Linked DNA regions of Mus musculus: regions 1, 2 and 3 are each linked to region 4. The links are chromatin contacts, called in public HiChIP or PLAC-seq and promoter capture Hi-C maps. All regions are on one chromosome and are shown on one strand. The core of a region is the stretch at or near the end of the contact, and the rest is flanking DNA. Distances in the headings are between cores, read along the strand shown.

Region 1 (2,871 bases), core at 186-2,685, 1.1 Mb before region 4:
TAGCTCTTCATCCTCCTCACTTTTTGCTAATACATATTTTTCTCACTAAACCAATTTTGATCCTATCACAGGTGTGGTCTCGCCCAGCCCCTAAATACCCTCTTTAAACTCATTTGTTTGGGTTAAAATAACTAGGACTTTGCAAGCTCAAATGTCTTCTGGTTGTATGATTTTAGGTTCCTTTTTTTGTGTTTTGTTTTTCAAGATAGGCTTTCTTTGTGTAGCCCTGGCTGTCTTAGAATTCACCCTGTAGATCAGGTTGGCCTCGAATTCAGAGATCTGCCTCCCTGAGTGCTGGGATTAAAGGCAAGTACCACTCAGACCTTTAGGTCCCTATTGTGTATTCTACTGTCTGCAGTCCCTCTCTTCCCCTCTAGCTTTACATATAGGGGCATGCGCATGCGCACGGTGTTCTGAACTGGGCTTTCCCAGCAGCTGAGAGGTGGACTGCTTCCTTACAGCACCCGTTTACCTGTCCCAGGAAGCATCTGTGAGCCCCATTCCCTTCAGGAAGTACATCCTGACCTTAGCTGCTAAAGGAAAGGAAGGTTGCAGAAAGCCCACAGAAAAATCCCTGTGCCAGAGATCTTTCAAAACTGCAATGTTCAACAGGTTTGGGCTTGTTCTTGTGACCTGTAGGGGCTGGCAGTGAGAGTGAGGGTTTGCCATTTATTAAAAACACAGTAATAATTAAGCATCCGCTGTCATGGCGGCTTGCTACTCCTGTTTTCTGGAATAGCTGTTGGATTTCCATTAAGTGAAAATATAACTAGTTACCTTACATGTGCTTCTCACGTCTTTTATTGACAAAGCACTTGAAGTGAAATCACTGTAAGTATACTAAGGCTTCTAACTTGATTTGCCCACATCAGATGCACTTGGACAGCTAAAGTACACACTTGAGTTGAGGTGGGTCGCGCGGAGGGTGATGGTGGTGGGGGTAGGAAGGGTTTGAGGGAGGTGAGCAGGCAAGTCAAGGGCTGTTAAAAGAAGAAGAGGAAAGGTGGCCTGTGAAGACACACAGAGACTGCAAGAGCTGCAGGCCAAGCAAGGTGAAGCTTGCGGGTGAGCAGGAGGAAGCGCAGTGGGGGGTGCTGCTCACACCCGGCGCAGGATTCCTGGGGCAACGCCAGGTCCCCGACCTGAGAGCCACTGCTCTGCGCTCTGCCTGCATGGGATCGGACAGGGTTAAGGCCATCACCTGCAGTCGAAGTGCGACCCAGATGGGAAGTAGGAAGTGCGGCGCCGAGCTTCCTGTATAAATAAACGCTCTGGCTGCTGCGCGCCCCGAGCTGCTGGCTGGTTCTGCAAGGTTCCTGCCTGTCAAGACAAGGAGGCGGAGAGGGACTCCTCCTCTTCCCGAGCTGTAGGTCTGGGCGTGGAGTCCTGTGGCAATCCTGCAAAAGTGTAAAGCTGTCAGCCGGGCGGAGCACTCAGGGAGAGGGAAGAGAATGAGAGAGCCCTTCCTCCGCGGTGTGCCCGCTGCCCCGGCTGGCCCAGGCTGGACCTGCTAGAGAGACGCCAAGCAGCCTGAGGACTTCAGCTCCAGCCAGGTAGGTCTAGAAGGGGTGCTAGTGCGCAGGATACAGGCGCTGCAAGCCAAGAAGGCTGCTAGCTAAAATACGGAGAGGGACGGGACCGAGGCTACCCGGTGGTTATGGCTAAATTCTATTTCCAGGGCTTAAGCCATGCAGAACTGCATGCATTCCAATGCTTCAAACACCTGTTAACTTTATTTATTTTTAAAATAAGTGCTTTTGAAAAGGTCGAAACAAATCAGTTTACTTTCTAATAGAGTGATCTCTATAGACCTTATCATAAACTGCATATCGGATCAGTCCTCTGGTGTGTCTCCGGGAGAGACAGTTGGCTGTCTACCTTCTGTTATTTGGAAATGCACAGTAGTATGTTGACACACAAAGCTATGAATAATACGTTACGTTAACCGTGGATTCTGGGCTATACGTTATGGTGATTATTTTTTATCAGGTAATTGCTGATAAGAGAGAGAGAGGCTCTGCCCTGTTTTCAAGTTGATGTTAGAATGAAACTGATCCCGTTTTTTCACCCAGGAAGGGTATCTTGGCGAGCTCCTCCCAGGGCCCTTTCCGGGGATTCTGCTGTTAATCTTACACACACACCCCTTGCCGAATTCTCAGAAGACAGTTCTCTGTATGTTTCCACTGGTTTCTTTCTTCGCACTTTCAGCCCCAGCGACCTTATCAAAACCCGAGCTGGAACCCTTACCACGGGGCTTCTGGCTAGGCACTTCTGTCGGTTTTAGCGCAGGAGGTATGGCCTGAAGGACATGGTCCTCAGCATTTCTGAAGCAGCGGCTGAGGGGTGTCTCTGCCCAGAAGCAAAATAAATGAACTTTGAGATGACTCAGTTTTTAGGGTGTGGGCAAGAGGCAAAAGGAGCCCAGCCAGCCTTCACGGGGCTGTTGGCAGTTAAAGTATCTGCCGCAGCTTCCCCTGAGGTGAGTCTCTAGCTCTCTGCTTCCATTCACAGATGATCCCTCGCTGGGTCCCTCCTCCTCCTCACTGGCTCTTTGTAAACCTCACTCCTTTTCCTCATGGGCATCATACCCTTAAGTGTTTCCGAAACTACCTTGAACTGAAAGAGAGGGAGAAAAAAAAGGGAAAGAAATCTAAAGCAGACCCACAAACCCACTTGGAGATAGCTGTGTAATGAAGTGCAAAGCTACCAGTTTCTCCACCCCACAGCCTGCCCTTGGGCACCGCGGTTAGCATTTTCTGCTTTGCAGTGGGCATCAAGTTGGAAGTAGTGGAAGGAGGGAGAAAGGGAGGGAGGAGGGAAGGGTGGGAGGTGGGGAATGAGTTAGTTCTGTTTCTGAAGTACCTTCTAAGA
Region 2 (2,749 bases), core at 144-2,643, 1.2 Mb after region 4:
TGCAAACCACCTGAGGCTTTATTGGGGGGAAAGCCAGAGCTCTGGGGACGACTTGTATCCCACGCAGGGGTAGAGGAGTTGACCCCGAGGGGAAAGGGGTCCCAGTTTTTATAGGCCCTCACGGGGGGGGGGGGGGAGGAGAAGGGGGGAGTAGGGGATTTCCAGATCTAAACAATGTCTATTCTTAAGAAATGGGTATGGGAGGGGTACAAGGAAAGAGTCTGGTGCAGGTGGAGCAACTCTGGATTGGCCCGGCTGTGGTTACTGGGGAGATTTTTCGATTCTATCCCAGCAACCAATATCACAAACACCTCGCAGTGAGGTGCAGCAGTGGGCACACACCTGGGTTTAAGGAACGGTCAGAACATTGGCAGACACACGGGTTCAAGGCGCGGCCAGAGCATTGTGCACCTCTATTTTTCTAAATCAGTGAAGCTACTTTTACTAACAATGAAATCTATTTTGCCAATTTGAGGGCTTCTGTGACCTTTTACATTCTATTAGGATCTTTCAGTCTGTTGTTGGTGTCCTATTTAGAATGAACAGGTTTTTTTGTTTTTTTCCCAGTCTTCCTTGGAAAAATTAACACAAAAAAACCCATACTATCTGCCTGCATTAAGCTGGATTTTCTTCACATACACCAGTTACAGCAATATTCAGTGCTGTGGCCAAACAATTTAACACAAATATGAAAATTATGTTTGAGACAGGATCTCACTAAGTAACCCTGGCCGGTCTCGAACTCCTAGAAATCTCTTGCTTCCACATCCAGAATGCTGAGAGCATCACCATGTCCAGCCCCAAATCATTTTTAAGAGCACAAGGACCGCATATAATTCTTTAGGCAGCTCTACCAGGCAGGGCCAATCTTCCCCGCATTAAAGGATAAACTGAGGTCATTGCTTTCTGCTGGGATGGGGTGGGAGAGTCTATTGCCTCATCTGCATTTCTGGATGTCTTGGGGCAAAGGCTCCACGGTGAGGTTTCCTCGCCACGTTTCCCGGAGTAGTGTGAACACCACCTAATGGCTCTCTTGGCCGGAGCAAGGCCATTGAAGGTGCATCCCATTCTACAGATGTAAGCGGAGGCTCAGAGTCGCCCGGCGCCTTACTGCAGCCCCACGAAGATCCAGCCGTGGCCCTAGGACAGTGCGAGGGTGAGCGCCTCGGACTCGGGGCGCCAGGAAGCCGCCGGCCTCAAGGTCCGGGAGCAGATCCGGAAACCTCCCTTCCGGTTCCCAGGTCCGCGTTTCGGAAGTGAGTCACTCTGCCAGCACATAATATGGCTTCCACTCCACCTACCACCCTGGACGTCGAGGGTAAGGTGGGCGGGACCCGGAAGTTGACCGTTCTGGGAATGGCGGCCGCCGGGGGCGTGGCTTCCGGCGCTCCTTGCCTGCAAGTCGCCGCCGCTGAGAGCGCAGGCGGCAGCTGACAGGCGCTTTTCTTCAGACGGCTGCGGCGGGAGCCCTGCGAGGCGGGCGGCCTCCAGCTCTCGTCCCCACGTCCCGGCCCGCGAAGTTCCAGGGCGCCGGGGCATGGAAGAGGGGAAAATGGACGAGAATGAATGGAGTTACCATGGCGAAGGCAACAAGAGCCTTGTGGTGGCCCACGCGCAGGTGAGCGGCTGGCGGGCAGCCCGGCTCCGGGCCTCACCCGACGGCTCCCGAAGCTCTGTGCCTGGTACCGTCCAGGTACCCAGGTCGTGACTCTTCCTCCAGCTTCCGCCCGGGTGGTTCCCTGGCACCCCCACAGTACCCTCCTCTGCTCCATACTCATCCCCGGCACCCCTAGCTCCGTTGGCTCCCCTTTCCTCCTAGTGTCCCTTCTCGGTTCTCTCTGTCCCGTCAGTACTCTTTCCTCATGCGCTGTGCGTGCCGCGTGGCCTCACACCGTGCAGCCTCCCCCGGGATGCTCGTCTTACTGTCAGGCAACGGTGGGCCAGAGGCTGAGCCTGGACCAGGGCCTGGGCAGCACAGGGGAAAGTTCCCAGAGTGCTGTCAGCCCACCGAGTGGAGTTCAGCCTCGAGAAACCACAGAGCTGGTGTTCTGCCTTGCTGCTGCGCTGTCAGGAACGGGGCGCTGCCACAGGTTCGCGTCCCGATCATATACTTTAAATGGTTTCTCCTTCGTTCAACTTGAAAGGCGGTTTCAGAAGATGTAGTCCTTTCCAAGGAGGCGAATTTAAAGGAAGAGAAGCATATGGATGGATCTGTGTGCAGCCCCAGATTTCTCTGACATTTTGCTGCCTGATTACAAGCTAGCAGGAATGTGGTGGGCTGGGGGAGTAGAAGGCGGGGAGGTGTCATGTGAGAAGGTTAATAACTCAGGGAGCTGGGGTGATTCACACCTCCACCACTGAGAAGCAGTAGGCTGCATTAGGAAAGTGAAGAGAGGAATAGGATGTACTTTTGTCTCTCTGAAGTTCAGATTGTATGGAGCTGTACTGAGTGTTGAGCAGCCTAGAGCTTGGGTCTTGTGTCTAGTTGGCACCTCTGACCTCCTGGTGTATTTGTTCAGAATGTAGACTGAAGAGGAGAAGGCCCCTCTTGGAAGTGTTTTAAGGCCTTTTGTGACCAAGGAGTGCTAATGTAAGTGGGGTGGAGAAACTCTGCTCCCTTCGGTCCTGGGCATGTCTGTAGTCCCCCTTCTCCTTTGAGAGCAGGTGAGCTTTGTTTCTCTGCTCAGCTTCCCAGGCCTGTCTCATCCAGTCCTGGAGAGAGGGAGGCTTTTACCTAGCCTCCCCAGGC
Region 3 (2,700 bases), core at 199-2,698, 1.2 Mb before region 4:
CATTGGTGATCATATGTCTTGAATCTGTGAACCAGCAAACATGTCACAAAGGCAGTAATGTAAGGAAATGTCCTGTTGTTGCATGATTTAGCTTCTGTGCTTAGGATTAAAGAAGGACCATCCCCATCAACTCTGGGAACGGAAATGCACTTCACAGCCAAGTATTTGCTAACAAAAGGCTTTTCCCTGATGCTCATGTCAGGGGGCAGAGTCCAGCATTCTGAGAGGTCGGAGGGAAGTATGGGATTATTGTGGATACAGAAAAGCAAGAGAATCGCTCTCCTCCCATCTCCACTCTCTATCAGAAGCTGTGATGCCCAAAGGTGCCCTACAGAAACAAGGGCTCTCCTGAACACAGAAGAAAGATCTTTAGCCCACCCAGCTCTACCTCACCGAAGCTGGGGCTGTTAAACACAACCACTTAGCTGTTGTAACAGCGCCTCAGAGTGGTGCTCACTGATCATTTTTTGAGAAAAAAAAAAATTCTAAAAACAATAAAGGTGCAAAGTACAAGGTTGAGAAAAGACAGATCCGCAATAACTCCCACTAACAAACGTTTACGTCCAATATGCCTACCTAAAAAACATCTTTTTCTGCCTAGGATTTTTTTTTTTCATTTTTAACAGAGGGTCTATCTAGAACTCACTATATAGTACAGGCTGACCTCTAGCTCGCCCTGATCCTCCTGCCTCAGCTTCCTCGTACACAACAATGCTTGGGTTCTGCTTTAGTTTTATTTTTGAATTTCATTAAACTGAAAAGCTAACTTCACTGAAGTCCACAAATCTCCAGGATGGCTCAGTATTTTACACGTGGACATTGTTATCTGAAACACACCACTAAGCAAGGGGCTACTTAATACATCGGACTCAAAGCATTTCTAGTCTGATCATTTATTCCCAGTTTTTGCTGCGGTTATCGGAACCCCTTTTCGGGACTCAAGTAGCTGGGTCATCCATGCTTTTCGGGAGCCCCATTCTGAAAAAACGCTGTAACAGGCTCACACAGTCTTAGCAGATGACCGCCTTTACTACCGGTTGAGAACTTACTTACCTTGGCTGCAGCTAGCTGCTTACCTCTCAGACACTAGCCCGCCTTTGTAAGCCGGGAGCTGTGCAAGGACTCACAGGCCCCGCCCCAGGGGCGAAGGCCCCGCCCAATGTGGTCTGATCCCACCCCGGAAAAGATTATCCAGGCTCCGGTCCTATAGGCCCTGCCCGGGGCGTGAGAACTCTGCCCAGGACACGCAGGCTCCGCCCAGCGTGCAGACCACGCCCAGGGCGCGCAGGCCCCTCCCAGGACCCTGTGACCCCACCCAGGCCGCCCAGGCCCCACCTTCAAACCTAAGCCCCGCCCCGAAGCAAGGTCTCCGCCCAGAACGCGTAGGGCCCCGCCCTTAGCAGCTGCCGAGATTGCGCAGTGGCGGAAATCATCGGGGCGGGGCGAGCGCCGGGACCCTCCTGCTCCCTGGGCCTGTGCGCTCCTCCCACTCCGGGTCACGGCGTGATAGGGGCGGAAGCGGCGGCGGCCGAGCTGCTGCAGCTGGCAGTGCGGATCAGGCCGTCCGGTGCAGCCCGGTGCAGCCCAGGGCAGCATTCGCCCCCTGGCCAGCGCTCTGAGGTAGGGACTCGAGCCTCACGCGGGCGCGCTTGGGGGTGGCGGCGGGCTTCGGGTGACAGCTCCGCACAAAGCGGCCGGCTGTGTGTTGAGCCTGGTCTGGAGGCGCGCGCGTTCCCCGGGGCTCCCCGGCGTCCCGCGTTTGGAAGGGGTGGCGTGGGGGACCCTGTGCAAGCCGGGGCTTCCCGCGCTGGGCTGCGGGGTTGCGGCGCCGCGGGCTTTCCCACTCGTCGCTCTCTTGGAACCCTGCAGGGAGCTGCTTGCGCCTCGGCCGGGCGGAGGTGAGTTGGGCGGCGGCTGCACCTGGCACTCTGGCGCCGGCACCAGCTGCGGACCGGGTGGACAGGACCCCAGTCTGGATTTCCACTCTGGGCTATGGGAACCCCGCAGCCTGGAGGAGGGGTCTTACTCTGGGATTCCACCCAGCGCTGTAGGGAACCCATCTACATGGAGGCAGGACCCCTTTCTCTGCTCCCACCCGGAGCTGTAGGAGCCCCTTAACGTAGAGGAGTTACCCCACTGTAGGAATCTCTTAGCCCAAAGGAGGGAACCCCACTCTGGGCTCCCACTCGGGGCCGTGGAAACCACCCCCCGCCAGTCGCGAAGAGAGACCCTAGGCTGCGGTCCCACTTGCGGACCAGGGAACCCCGTAGCCAAAAGGAGGGACCCTATACTGTGCTCCCACCAGGGACGTGGAAACCCCGCAGCCAGGAGGGGGGACACCAGACTGCCTTCCCCACTCAGGGTGGTCGGGAATCCCCAAAGCTTGGTAGGAGGGGCCCAGGCTTCCCTTCCCGCTCTGTGGTGGTGAGGAGAAACCCCACGCTGGGCTCCTGTGTGGGGCAGTGGGAGCACCGCGGCCAGGAGGAGGGATCCCAGGTTGCGATCCCCACCTTGGGCAGCGAGGCGCCGTCAGGTTCGCTGGTGTAGCGGATACCTTGGGCATCTGCCGCGAGGGCCGCTGATGAGGGCTCAAGCAAGCCTTCCTTGGGATTGCACACCACCAGGTCCCGGTCCATATGGCTGATAGTCGGCGCAGCTGGCCTGTAAGAGAAGCAGGCCCAGCTGCAGAAAGTTGGGGTT
Region 4 (2,700 bases), core at 197-2,696:
AGAGGAGCATGAAGCCCATCCGGGGTGGTCAGAAGATGTGAAGAGCACATCTCTTTCAATTATCAGTGAAAATGAAGGCAGCAGTCCGTGTCATGTATGGGGAAGGAAGAAAATTCTCGGGTTAATTCATCTTCAAGCATGTCTAAAGGTGGGAGGGCTTGCAGGGGGAAAGCACTCGAAATTCATTTCCCATGAGCTGTGAGCTTTATGCTCATTTGCCATCTGAAGAGCTTGGTTGTTTTTTCTTGAAGAGGACACACAAGCAACACTTATTTTGAACCCTTGAAGGACTGTTTTTCTGCTAAAAAGCCACACACACACACACACACACACAACACCCTTAAAGAAACAGGCCTTGTAGCAGGGTGGGGCCTAAGCAGGACCCTGGAGATGTGAATGCTAATATTTCGTAGCTCTACAGGGAAGCCTCTGGACTATTCTTATTTCCTTATTCAAATCGAAGTGCGCTGAAATATATGAAGCTGTGCATTAATGGCTTAAATTAAGTTACAGGTATGAATTTTACATAAATCAGATTAATATTATATGTCATGGTGGAATTTTAAACACTTCGTGTCCGTGCATTTTTTATTTCTGCATGCTCTAATTTAACACCCGCAAAGGATTGCATGTCTTAAGCCCACTTCTGCATCTGGATAGGTCCAAGAAAAACCCACCACGATCTTGGATCTTGTTTTATGTGTATTTACCTTCATCAGAAATCCTGCACTGGATCCGGCTTTCGACATTCTTTTCCTATATTTTTCTTTTACTAAGCTTTAGCCTGCATGTATATGCATACACACATACGGGAAGGCTACCCGTTTTCATTCCATTATAAGGGCTTCGCAATTGTGCAAAGATGAATGGTGATGCCGAAGGAGGATAACATGGACAAATGAACCAACTCGCTTCTTGAAAGCGAGTCCTTCTGAAAGCACTGGAATCTTAGGGACTGAAGGCCTGGGGACTGAACTCCCCCCCTTGAAGAGTGACAGGGGACCCACAAACAAGGCTCAGAGTCCCTCAGCAGCTTAGGCCCATGGAGAACGCATTCCAGCCAGCACATTCCCCTAGTTCTTCGTAGGAACTTCTCTCTCTCTTCCCCTCCCTCGGGCACTCTCCATCCTGGCCCGACTCCCACCCGGCTCTCATTTTCTCAGATTCACCCCTCCCACAGCGTTGACGGAATGGAGTGCCCTTCCCATTGGCCCGAGCGTCATTCCCCGAGGTGGCACTGTCCTCCTGATTGGCTGGTCACTCCCGACCCCCCGCCCATCCCCGCCCTCGGGTTGCCCGGCGCCCCGCCCTCGCCACCTCCCTCCGCGCCGCCGCCCGCGCGCCGAGCTCGCCCGCGTCCGGTTCTTGTGGCGACCCGGCCCGCGCGCTGGCCCCGCCCCCAAGGCGCGCGGCTCTACAAATACTGCTGTGCCGGAGCCGAGCGACGCTGTTGAGCTGGGAGGCGCGGTTGGAAGTCGTTACTTTGAGGGGGGGCAGTCACCGGGCGATCCACCTTAGTCGAAGCTCAGAAGGGAACGGCTCAGGGACCAGGGTGGGCTACTTTTTTTATTTTCCGGGGCTTTTGATTTTTCTTGTCTTTTGCTTCGGGCCGATTGTCGCTCACAAAAAAAGAAAAAAAACAAAAAAACAAAAACCTGAGATACCCTTTCCAAAACCCCGAGCAGCTCTCCGGTCGATTTCTGGAGCTCGGAGCCGCCGGGTGCTGCGAGCGCCGGACGCGCAGGAGAGGGGAGCAAAGCAAATTGCGGGCGGGGACCCGGAGCTCGCTCTACCGCTTGTCGCGGTCCTCTCGCGCAGGAAGCGCGCGATGAAGGCGGTGAGCCCGGTGCGCCCCTCGGGCCGCAAGGCGCCGTCGGGCTGCGGCGGCGGGGAGCTGGCGCTACGCTGCCTGGCGGAGCACGGCCACAGCCTGGGTGGCTCGGCAGCCGCCGCCGCCGCTGCGGCGGCCGCGCGCTGCAAGGCGGCCGAGGCGGCGGCCGATGAGCCGGCGCTGTGCCTGCAGTGCGATATGAACGACTGCTACAGTCGCCTGCGGAGGCTCGTGCCTACCATCCCGCCCAACAAGAAAGTCAGCAAAGTGGAGATCCTGCAGCACGTTATCGACTACATCCTGGACCTGCAGCTGGCGCTGGAGACTCACCCTGCTTTGCTGAGACAGCCGCCACCGCCCGCGCCACCTCTCCACCCGGCCGGGGCTTGTCCGGTCGCGCCGCCGCGGACCCCACTCACCGCGCTCAACACTGACCCGGTGAGAAGCCTTGGCGGGGCACCCTGGGCATCGCGGGAAAGGTGGCGGGGCGGCGAGATACGGGTGGTCTTGCTCCTCTCAGGGAATGACAGCCGCTTCTCCCGTCTCCACCGAGAGCCGCCTGCTGGGCTTGGTGATCCACTGGTCCCTGAGCCGAGGGCGGTTGGGACTTGGAGCCCTGCGTCTCCGGAGTGTCCCTTGCATCACAGGAGGCTTCCCCAGCTTCGGGCTCGGGTGGGGACTCTGCTCGCCTGCCTAGTTTTCCAGGACGTCTCCTGGGTGGTGGCGACACTGTGATATGCGCACTCTAACCGTTTTTCCCCTTGGTGTTGGGTTGCTGTTCCAGGCCGGCGCCGTGAACAAGCAGGGTGACAGCATTCTCTGCCGCTGAGCTGCGATGGATGGCCAGGTGAGCGCTCAGGTCCCCGAAT

The links. Promoter capture Hi-C pulls out the DNA fragments that hold promoters and counts their contacts. HiChIP or PLAC-seq counts read pairs in DNA pulled down with a chosen protein or histone mark. Capture Hi-C pulls out chosen DNA fragments and counts their contacts.
Region 1: an HNF4G HiChIP or PLAC-seq map of pancreatic cancer cells shows a contact between it and region 4. The contact joins the promoter of Rnf144b here to the promoter of Id4 in region 4. A contact is called at or near these places in 3 of 39 promoter capture datasets (cranial neural crest, embryonic stem cells and second pharyngeal arch cranial neural crest) and 3 of 115 datasets of contacts at active chromatin or transcription factors (astrocytes, forebrain and pancreatic cancer cells).
Region 2: a contact with region 4 is called in a promoter capture Hi-C map of second pharyngeal arch cranial neural crest. The contact joins the promoter of Ippk here to the promoter of Id4 in region 4.
Region 3: a contact with region 4 is called in a promoter capture Hi-C map of adipose tissue, with 5 times the contacts expected there. The contact joins the promoter of Kdm1b here to the promoter of Id4 in region 4. A contact is called at or near these places in 1 of 39 promoter capture datasets (liver), 1 of 484 Hi-C or Micro-C datasets (embryonic stem cells), 1 of 115 datasets of contacts at active chromatin or transcription factors (neural tube) and 1 of 9 other capture datasets (adipose tissue).

What each region holds. Positions count from the first base shown.
Region 1 is chr13:47,192,568-47,195,438 of GRCm38.p6, forward strand. It overlaps Rnf144b (ring finger protein 144B), which reads left to right and starts at 1,436. Exons shown (of 8, transcript NM_001170643.1): 1 at 1,436-1,553.
Region 2 is chr13:49,419,849-49,422,597 of GRCm38.p6, forward strand. Ippk (inositol 1,3,4,5,6-pentakisphosphate 2-kinase) reads left to right here and starts at 1,394. Exons shown (of 13, transcript NM_199056.4): 1 at 1,394-1,618. The coding sequence starts at 1,538.
Region 3 is chr13:47,042,051-47,044,750 of GRCm38.p6, forward strand. Kdm1b (lysine (K)-specific demethylase 1B) reads left to right here and starts at 1,449. Exons shown (of 21, transcript NM_172262.3): 1 at 1,449-1,620. It overlaps Tpmt (thiopurine methyltransferase), which reads right to left and starts at 1,167. Exons shown (of 9, transcript NM_016785.2): 1 at 1,054-1,167.
Region 4 is chr13:48,259,670-48,262,369 of GRCm38.p6, forward strand. It overlaps Id4 (inhibitor of DNA binding 4), which reads left to right and starts at 1,447. Exons shown (of 3, transcript NM_031166.3): 1 at 1,447-2,269; 2 at 2,616-2,678. The coding sequence starts at 1,829. The coding sequence ends at 2,660. A330033J07Rik (RIKEN cDNA A330033J07 gene) reads right to left here. Exons shown (of 3, transcript NR_102303.1): 1 at 2,251-2,700.